Linked DNA regions of Mus musculus: region 2 is linked to region 1. Evidence: chromatin contacts called from public HiCAR-type data. All regions are on one chromosome and are shown on one strand. The core of a region is the stretch at or near the end of the contact, and the rest is flanking DNA. Distances in the headings are between cores, read along the strand shown.

Evidence for each region. HiCAR-type assays count read pairs that join an accessible place to other places.
Region 2: a HiCAR-type map of astrocytes shows a contact between it and region 1, with 2.2 times the contacts expected there. The contact joins the promoter of 4930529K09Rik here to the promoter of Pcdh17 in region 1. A contact is called at or near these places in 6 of 39 promoter capture datasets (cranial neural crest, frontonasal cranial neural crest, hippocampal neurons and 3 more), 3 of 484 Hi-C or Micro-C datasets (cerebral cortex and cortical neurons) and 6 of 115 datasets of contacts at active chromatin or transcription factors (astrocytes, embryonic forebrain, embryonic midbrain and 3 more).

The regions. Positions count from the first base shown.
Region 1 is chr14:84,442,080-84,445,401 of GRCm38.p6, reverse strand. It overlaps Pcdh17 (protocadherin 17), which reads right to left and starts at 1,839. Exons shown (of 4, transcript NM_001013753.2): 1 at 1-1,839. It overlaps Gm32498 (predicted gene, 32498), which reads left to right and starts at 1,998. Exons shown (of 4, transcript NR_168882.1): 1 at 1,998-2,877; 2 at 3,166-3,304.
Region 2 is chr14:86,243,899-86,247,494 of GRCm38.p6, reverse strand. 4930529K09Rik (RIKEN cDNA 4930529K09 gene) reads right to left here and starts at 1,525. Exons shown (of 4, transcript NR_040457.1): 1 at 1,402-1,525.

The DNA.
Region 1 (3,322 bases), core at 590-3,089:
CTAATCTTGCCTTGCTGGTTTAGGCGGCGGCGGCAGCGGACTGCATCTCCGAGCCAAGTCTTTTTTTCTCTCTCCCTCTTCTTTTTCTCTCTTCTTTCCGAGCAGCCAGAGGGAGGGGAGGAAATGCAGAGGAAAAAAAAGTGTCCCGATTTGTAGTTTCCTCCCCCTACCAAGCTCCTCCCTCTCTTCCTCGGAGAGGGTTCTCCCCCAAAATCAAGAAAGCCACAGCCTGATCAGCATTTGCGCCGAGAGCCTATTGGGAGGAGAAAAATATAGAGATATATCTCCGCCTCTGTTCGTAGAACACTCTGGTGTGTCTCTATGCCAATCCGGGAGCCGCCACTACCATCCCATCCTCTTCCAGCAAGCAAAGACTTCTCTCCCTGCAGTTTAATTCCAGTTTGCTTTTCTTGCCAGGCGAAAGGAAATCAACAGGCAACTCATGGTTAGACGTGCAGATTTGAGGGGGGGGGGGAGGGGGGAGGGCAGACTAGAAAGGAGGAGGGAGCTACCCTCCCAGTCCTAGCACACACACACACACACACACACACACACACACACACACACTGCCCTGTCTCTCGCTAGAAGGGAAACAGTCTCTGCATTCACAGGGCTGGGCTGTCAAGTGGCTCTCTTTTCTTTCTATTCAGCACCTCCTTCCAGTGGCCCAGCCTCCTTTTCATCTAGAAAGGAAAACCTTGGCGAGGAACAAGAGTGGTGAATATTTGAAGAGAATAACAGTGTAGGCTTTTTCCCCCCTTATTATTATTATTATTTTAAATTGGAGGAGTAGAGTCGACGGAATACATCAAGGCTTGGCGTGATGCATTCTGCAGTCTGGCTCACACACGGTCTCTGGTCGACTTGGGAAAGGCAGAGAGGGTGAGGAGCTGCAGCCACCGCGGTTCTGCCAGGGCGCCCACCCGGGGAAACTACCTCCTCCACCTCCGAGGGGAGGTTAGGCACGGGTTGATCTACACATTATTTCCGCTTCTCCCAGCGCCTCGGTATACGGGAATGACACATCCAGAAATGCAGGTGTTCTCATCTGCGGGATGAGTCAGAAGCAGCGGAACGAATCGTATTCACTCTCCCCTCACGGTCCTCCCTTCGCAGTCCTTAGTTGAGGCTTCTTCTTAAGGCTTTCTCTGACCACTCAATAGGAAAAACAAAAACAAAAACAAAAAAAAAACAAACAACAACAACAAAAAAGCCGGAATCACGTCGGGGGTGGGGGAAGAAAAACGAGAAAAAGCGTGGGGGGAGGAAGGCAAAGCTGAATCCAGGAACACTTTTACTCTACCTCTTTCGGCCGGAGTCCGAGGCTCTGCAAAACAAGGCGTCTGCTTTGCTTACGAATATTTATTTGTTTTTTAAAAAAAACCTTTCCACTTGGTTAGGCGTGAGATGCCCCCAAATCTCTCAGTCTTAGGGGTGGGGGCACGTTTCCAGTAATGATTCACAGCTTAGCCCAGGATCATAGTTCAAGATTTTCCTCCCAACGGTCTCTGTTCACAAAGTCCAGCATCGGTGTGCATAGCTAATTGTGCAGTCTGTTGTGGAGGTTTTTTTTAAATTTTAATTCCTCCTTTTTTTTTTTTCTGTCACGAGTGGTCTCTTTCAGTCTAGTGCGGTGCCTGTCAGGATCACCCCAAAGCCTGAGAAAGACGTGCAGGTTTCAAACCGAATAAATCCATCTCCGCCAGCCAAGACGCGGAGGAAATGGAAGGTGAAAAATTCAATTCAACAGTTGGAGTACCGTCTCCGAGCCGCCCTCCTCCGCTGCGGCAGCCGCCGGGCTCGCAGTCCGGATTCTCTCCCCAGCGTCTCTTGCTGACTGACTCTATTCACCTCACGCCGCCGCTTAAACATTGATACTGATTCTCTGCCAGCCAATCGGCGTGGGGAGCCAGACCCTGCCTTCTCGGCCCACGCCCAATGGGAGGCGGAGAAACGGCAGGCGGGGGCGGGGCCAGCAGCCCCAGCTCTTTAGAGTCATTGACTAGCTTGAGTCCGACCGGAGAGCATCAAGGCCCGCAGAGCCCGCGCTAAGTCTCGGCGGCGGCGCCCAGGGCTGAGCCGTGGTAGCCCTGGTGTTTAGAGGGTGTCTTCCTCTAGAAAGAGAAAAGTTTGGCAGTGATTTGATTTCAACTGGGGATAGGATGTAAAGCCAGGCGTGGGGAATCACCGTATACTTTGCAGAGAGAGGCAGCTGCGGTCTTCCTGGTGCCTTCTAGTCCACACACCAACCCACGTCGTCAGCTTACACACAGACACACACAGACACACACACACACACACACACACACACAAACACTGGGCCAAGGGAGTTGCGGATTTTCTGACTCCTTGTGCACTCATCTGGAGGTGCGGAGTGGGTGCGTGCGCGCGCATGCGTGCGCGCGCCCGAGAGAGAGCGAGAGAGAGAGAGAGAGAGAGAGAGAGAGAGAGAGAGAGAGAGAGAGAGAGAGAGAGCGTGTGTGTGTGTGTGTGTGTGTGTGTGTGTGTGGTGTATGTACGCGTTTTCTCACGGTGGGATGTTTATTTCGGTGAACGCCAGGAAAGTGCAGTGTTAGAGATCTGTCTGTGCTAGCTAGCTCGGGAGCAAACACGCCGCAAGCAACTGTAATCAATATGTAACTTTCTTCATCCTCAGAGAAATCCCCGCTGTCCCCAGGCACCCATGCAAGGAAAGTCACTTGATTATGAAAGTGTTTCAGAAGAAAAGCAGACGCCGGTGGAGAGAGAGGCAGTGTCTCGAAGGAGGGAACAAGCCTCTCTTAAGACATGTTTTGCAGCTCCATGAAACTGAAATCTGGTTGAACAGTGTTTAGACTTCTACCTTTTAACCATCTCCTATCACAGCCCACATTCAAGGTAATCCAATGTCCCTTAATGTCCCTAGCTTTGGTGTCTAATTCACTTCTGTTCATCTTACTAAAATTCCAAATAGCAATTTGATATTTTTTTCAAATCAAATAGCATTGCTAATATGTATAAAGTCTCCTATTCATAGAAGCTGAACTTAGGCAAGAACTTATACCAGATTGAATGATGTTTGTTTAAATATTCTCTCTCTGTCTCTTTGTCTCTCTCTCTTCTTCCTCCTCTTCCTCTCCCTCCTCTTCCTCCTCCCCCCCCCCATTCTAAATTTCTCATCTCCAGCTTTAGAATCTCAAAGCTTGCTTTTGTCTGAACTGCTTTCACAAACATCCACAAGTTACGATCAGTTTTGGTTCTGATCTAGCAGTTCTGGAGCAGAGTTAAGAGGGACAAAGGAAAACAATCCGTTGAAATAGAGAAGGTGAGTATTTTGATTGCG
Region 2 (3,596 bases), core at 276-2,775, 1.8 Mb before region 1:
TGCGTTTACCTTCTATTTCATTGAAGCTGGTAACCTTATTGTTAGGTCAGCTAAACTCAGTCATGTAGTCCTAACCGCAGAAAGCCATTGCTCAAAAATCCAGTTCATCAGCTCCGTCTCCAATCCTTCAGCAAATGAGAATTTGGTTTCTAATTTAGGTTCCCATTCATTATTTGAGAGAGAGAAGAGAAGAAAAGAACATCACCTGTTAAGCTTTTGTAATCTAGCATTTCCACGAACTCATCTAGAACACTGGAAAATAAGCATAAACAGATATTGGAACTAAATGGAAAGACACGTTCTTGCAAATGTCTGCATATGTGGCATTAGTAAGTACGGATCATGCTGATTTTAACCTTAGTGGGTTATATCAGTTAAATCTGATTCTTGACTCAAAGCAAAGATAATTCTGGTTAGACGGAGGCCTTAGTGCGCGCAGGCTGAGCAGCAGTCTGGGCCAGCAGATGCTGCCCCGAGTCAGCCAGGTGCGGCGCCCATCTAAATGGTGTAGCCAACGTGTGGATTAGATTAAGTGAAAAATAATCTTTTCATCCTAATTAAGACTTGCCTCAAAACAACCAGATCTTTAACATATGGAGTGAAAGTAATTGAATTTGAGGAACTCAAGAAATTGACAGAGAAATGTGTCAGATGGCAGACAGAAATGGAGAGAAGGATTTAGAGTCAAAATAACTTGTGAGTTTGGTAGAAATCTTCTAAAGAAGGATAAAAAAAAATTCAAGAAATGTTTTGTTCAATTTTGAATGATTTCCCATGAAAACATATTTTGTTTTCTTTTTCAAAAAAATAAATTTTTGTGTTTGACGTTAACTGTTAGGTATTTGGAAAATTTACTTGTGAATTACATGAATCATCGCATTCTCTAATGGTGATGTGGCTCACCTTCTAATCTACATCTTGAATTCATCCATTTCTAAGGCTTTCCATTGCTTCAAGCAGAATCCCAGACAGTAGCATCTCTTACCTGGGCTGTTGTGGTTGTACTCCAGTCTCCCTCTGATCCCCCCCCCCCCCCCGAGTTTCCCTCTACACAGAAGAGAGAATGACCTTTTACATATGTAAATCAAATCATACCAGTCTCCTGCCTGAAATCCTACAGTGGTTCCCATAGCAATTATGTAAAATCCGCATTATTTTCCATGACTTGCAGGGACCCTGTGTAATCCCATTCCAACCACCTCTCATCATCTTTCCTTCAGACAATTATACTTTGTCTGTGTCCCAGTTCATGTTGTTTTTTTAGAGGATGCAAGTTTTCTTCCCTTTGCCCTGAAGCCTCCCTCTTCTTTCTCCTACCTCCCTTCATACAGTACTTATGATCTCTTCAGAAAGGAGTCATTTTCCAAATCAGTTCAGAGCCTCCCTTTCTCATCTTCTTACCTTTTTCTCTTCACGTTAAATGTTGTGCTTATGGCAGATCTGTGGGGCCATGAAAGGCAGCCTGTTCTGGTTGAATGAGGCTTGCTCCAGTGGGTGACCCAGTGGAGACCCAGTAGGAAACTCTACAAGGGATGGAACAGTGAGCCACATTCCCAGAGACACCACAAAGCCCGCATCACCATAATTCTGCGACTATAAGTTACACAGACAATGTCCCAAGCTTCTGACATTCTGGCTAGATTCCGTCCCCACAGTTACCTGACTATAGCCAGGTATGCACCTCCGCACAGTTACCTGGCAACAGCAAGGTAGCTGGCCCACTATAAAAGGGGCTGCTTGGCCCCTCCTCACTCTCTTTAAGCTCTCATTTTTCTTACTCTCATCTCTAACCCTCCTTTTCTCTCTCCTTTCCCCCCTCTCTCCACGTGGGCATGGCCGGCCTCTCTCTTTGTTTTACCTTCTATCTTTCTCTTTGCCTTTCTACAATAAATCTCTAAAACCATAGACTGTCTCTATTCATCAAGGCCCAAAGTGCTTAAACCATGGCATAGGCTTTCCCCTAAAGAGCTGCATCTAACCTTCCGCTAGAAGGCCTTTCTACACTCTAACCACGGGCCAAGGACTCTTACCTGCCTGGGAACCACCCAGAGCCCCCTCTCCACCCTGCCCTCTCTTCCCTTCAGCCACAGGGATGACTGAGCCGCCCCTAGGGCCTCCATTTTGTTCTCAGGTCTTCCGAGGTGTCCAGTGGTGTCTGGGACGCCAGAGACTAAGAACCTGTTATCTCTGGCTTCATTGAGGCCCAGAGACCTCGGGCTGCCTCTTGTCCAACCCCAGTGGGCTGAGTCCATAGCTTCACACAGCCAGACACCCACCCAGAACTGAGTGGAACGCATGAATCAGTCCTCCCACGTCCACCCACTCAGAGCATGGGAACTCTGGTGGGATGCGAGTTTTCTCCCACTCCCTTTATTCCCCGACGCCCACTGCCCAGCAAAGATCATCATCATTTATTCCAAGAGCAACCTGAAGCCAATAGAATTATTAAACTGATCCTCTCCTATTTGAAAACCATGTTCATTTTCTCCCAATAAATCAGGGTTGTCTGAAAGCATTGATCTGTCAAGAGAATCCATAGAGCTGACTTTGCTCATCAATGTAACTACGGCTATCCATAAGAGATAGATCATTAGATGTAGGGATCCAGGAATTGAACATGGACACTCTCTGCTATCATTGACCTTGCCTGAGAATAGAAAGGGGTCTGTTTGAAAGGATTAGCTAACCATAAAGACATCAAACATGAACCTCACCTTTTCTTTGAAGGACCAAAATATTTTTTCTTACATTTTAGAATCTAGGTTAATGTATAAATCTATCAAATCAATGGAAACTGCACTTAATTCTTCTCAGTTTTTCAACACAAATCCTTTAATGAAAGATCCAGTTCTTTTTCTAAGTAACTCAGTGATAAACACTAATTGCATATTGGGTAAGAAGGCAACAATAGTATCTTTATTGATGTTTGTATGGAAAATTAGTGCACAACACACTTGTGTCATTATGACTCTGTATCACTATGAGATGCCTACTGGTATGCTAGTACCAGAAGCCACATTTCTGAGAAGTTACTACTTGTCCTGGCGACCTTGGCCCTTTACAAATTCCAGATGTACTCTGTGCTCTTCTCGTTACTTTCTGTGATGATTAATACTGATTGTCCAATAAGAGGATCTTGAACAGTGATTCTCAACTTTCCTAATGCTGTGTGACCCTTTAATACACTCCCTCATGTTGCAGTGACCCCCCCAAACACAAATTATTATCAGAGACTTCACAACTCATTTTGCCTCTGTTATGAACCATACTATAAATATCTGAGATGCAAGATATCGGGTATGCCAAAGGAGTTGCCAATGGTAGACCAAAAACCACTGATCTAGAATCACTGACTCTCTGTGAGGGAGTATCCATGTAAGGTTAGCTGAAGTGTGAAGACCCAATCTACATGCATAGGACCATCTATACATTTCACACTTGGCCCAAACAAGAAGGGGATAGCAAGCTAAGCATAGGCTTCCTTTTTTCTCTCTGCTTTCTGAGTGCACACAAGGACCTGGATATAGCTCCAATCATCAGAACTTTCCAAGCATCAGGGATGGAGTCAGCTACAACTGAAAGTGAAAGCAAGCCCT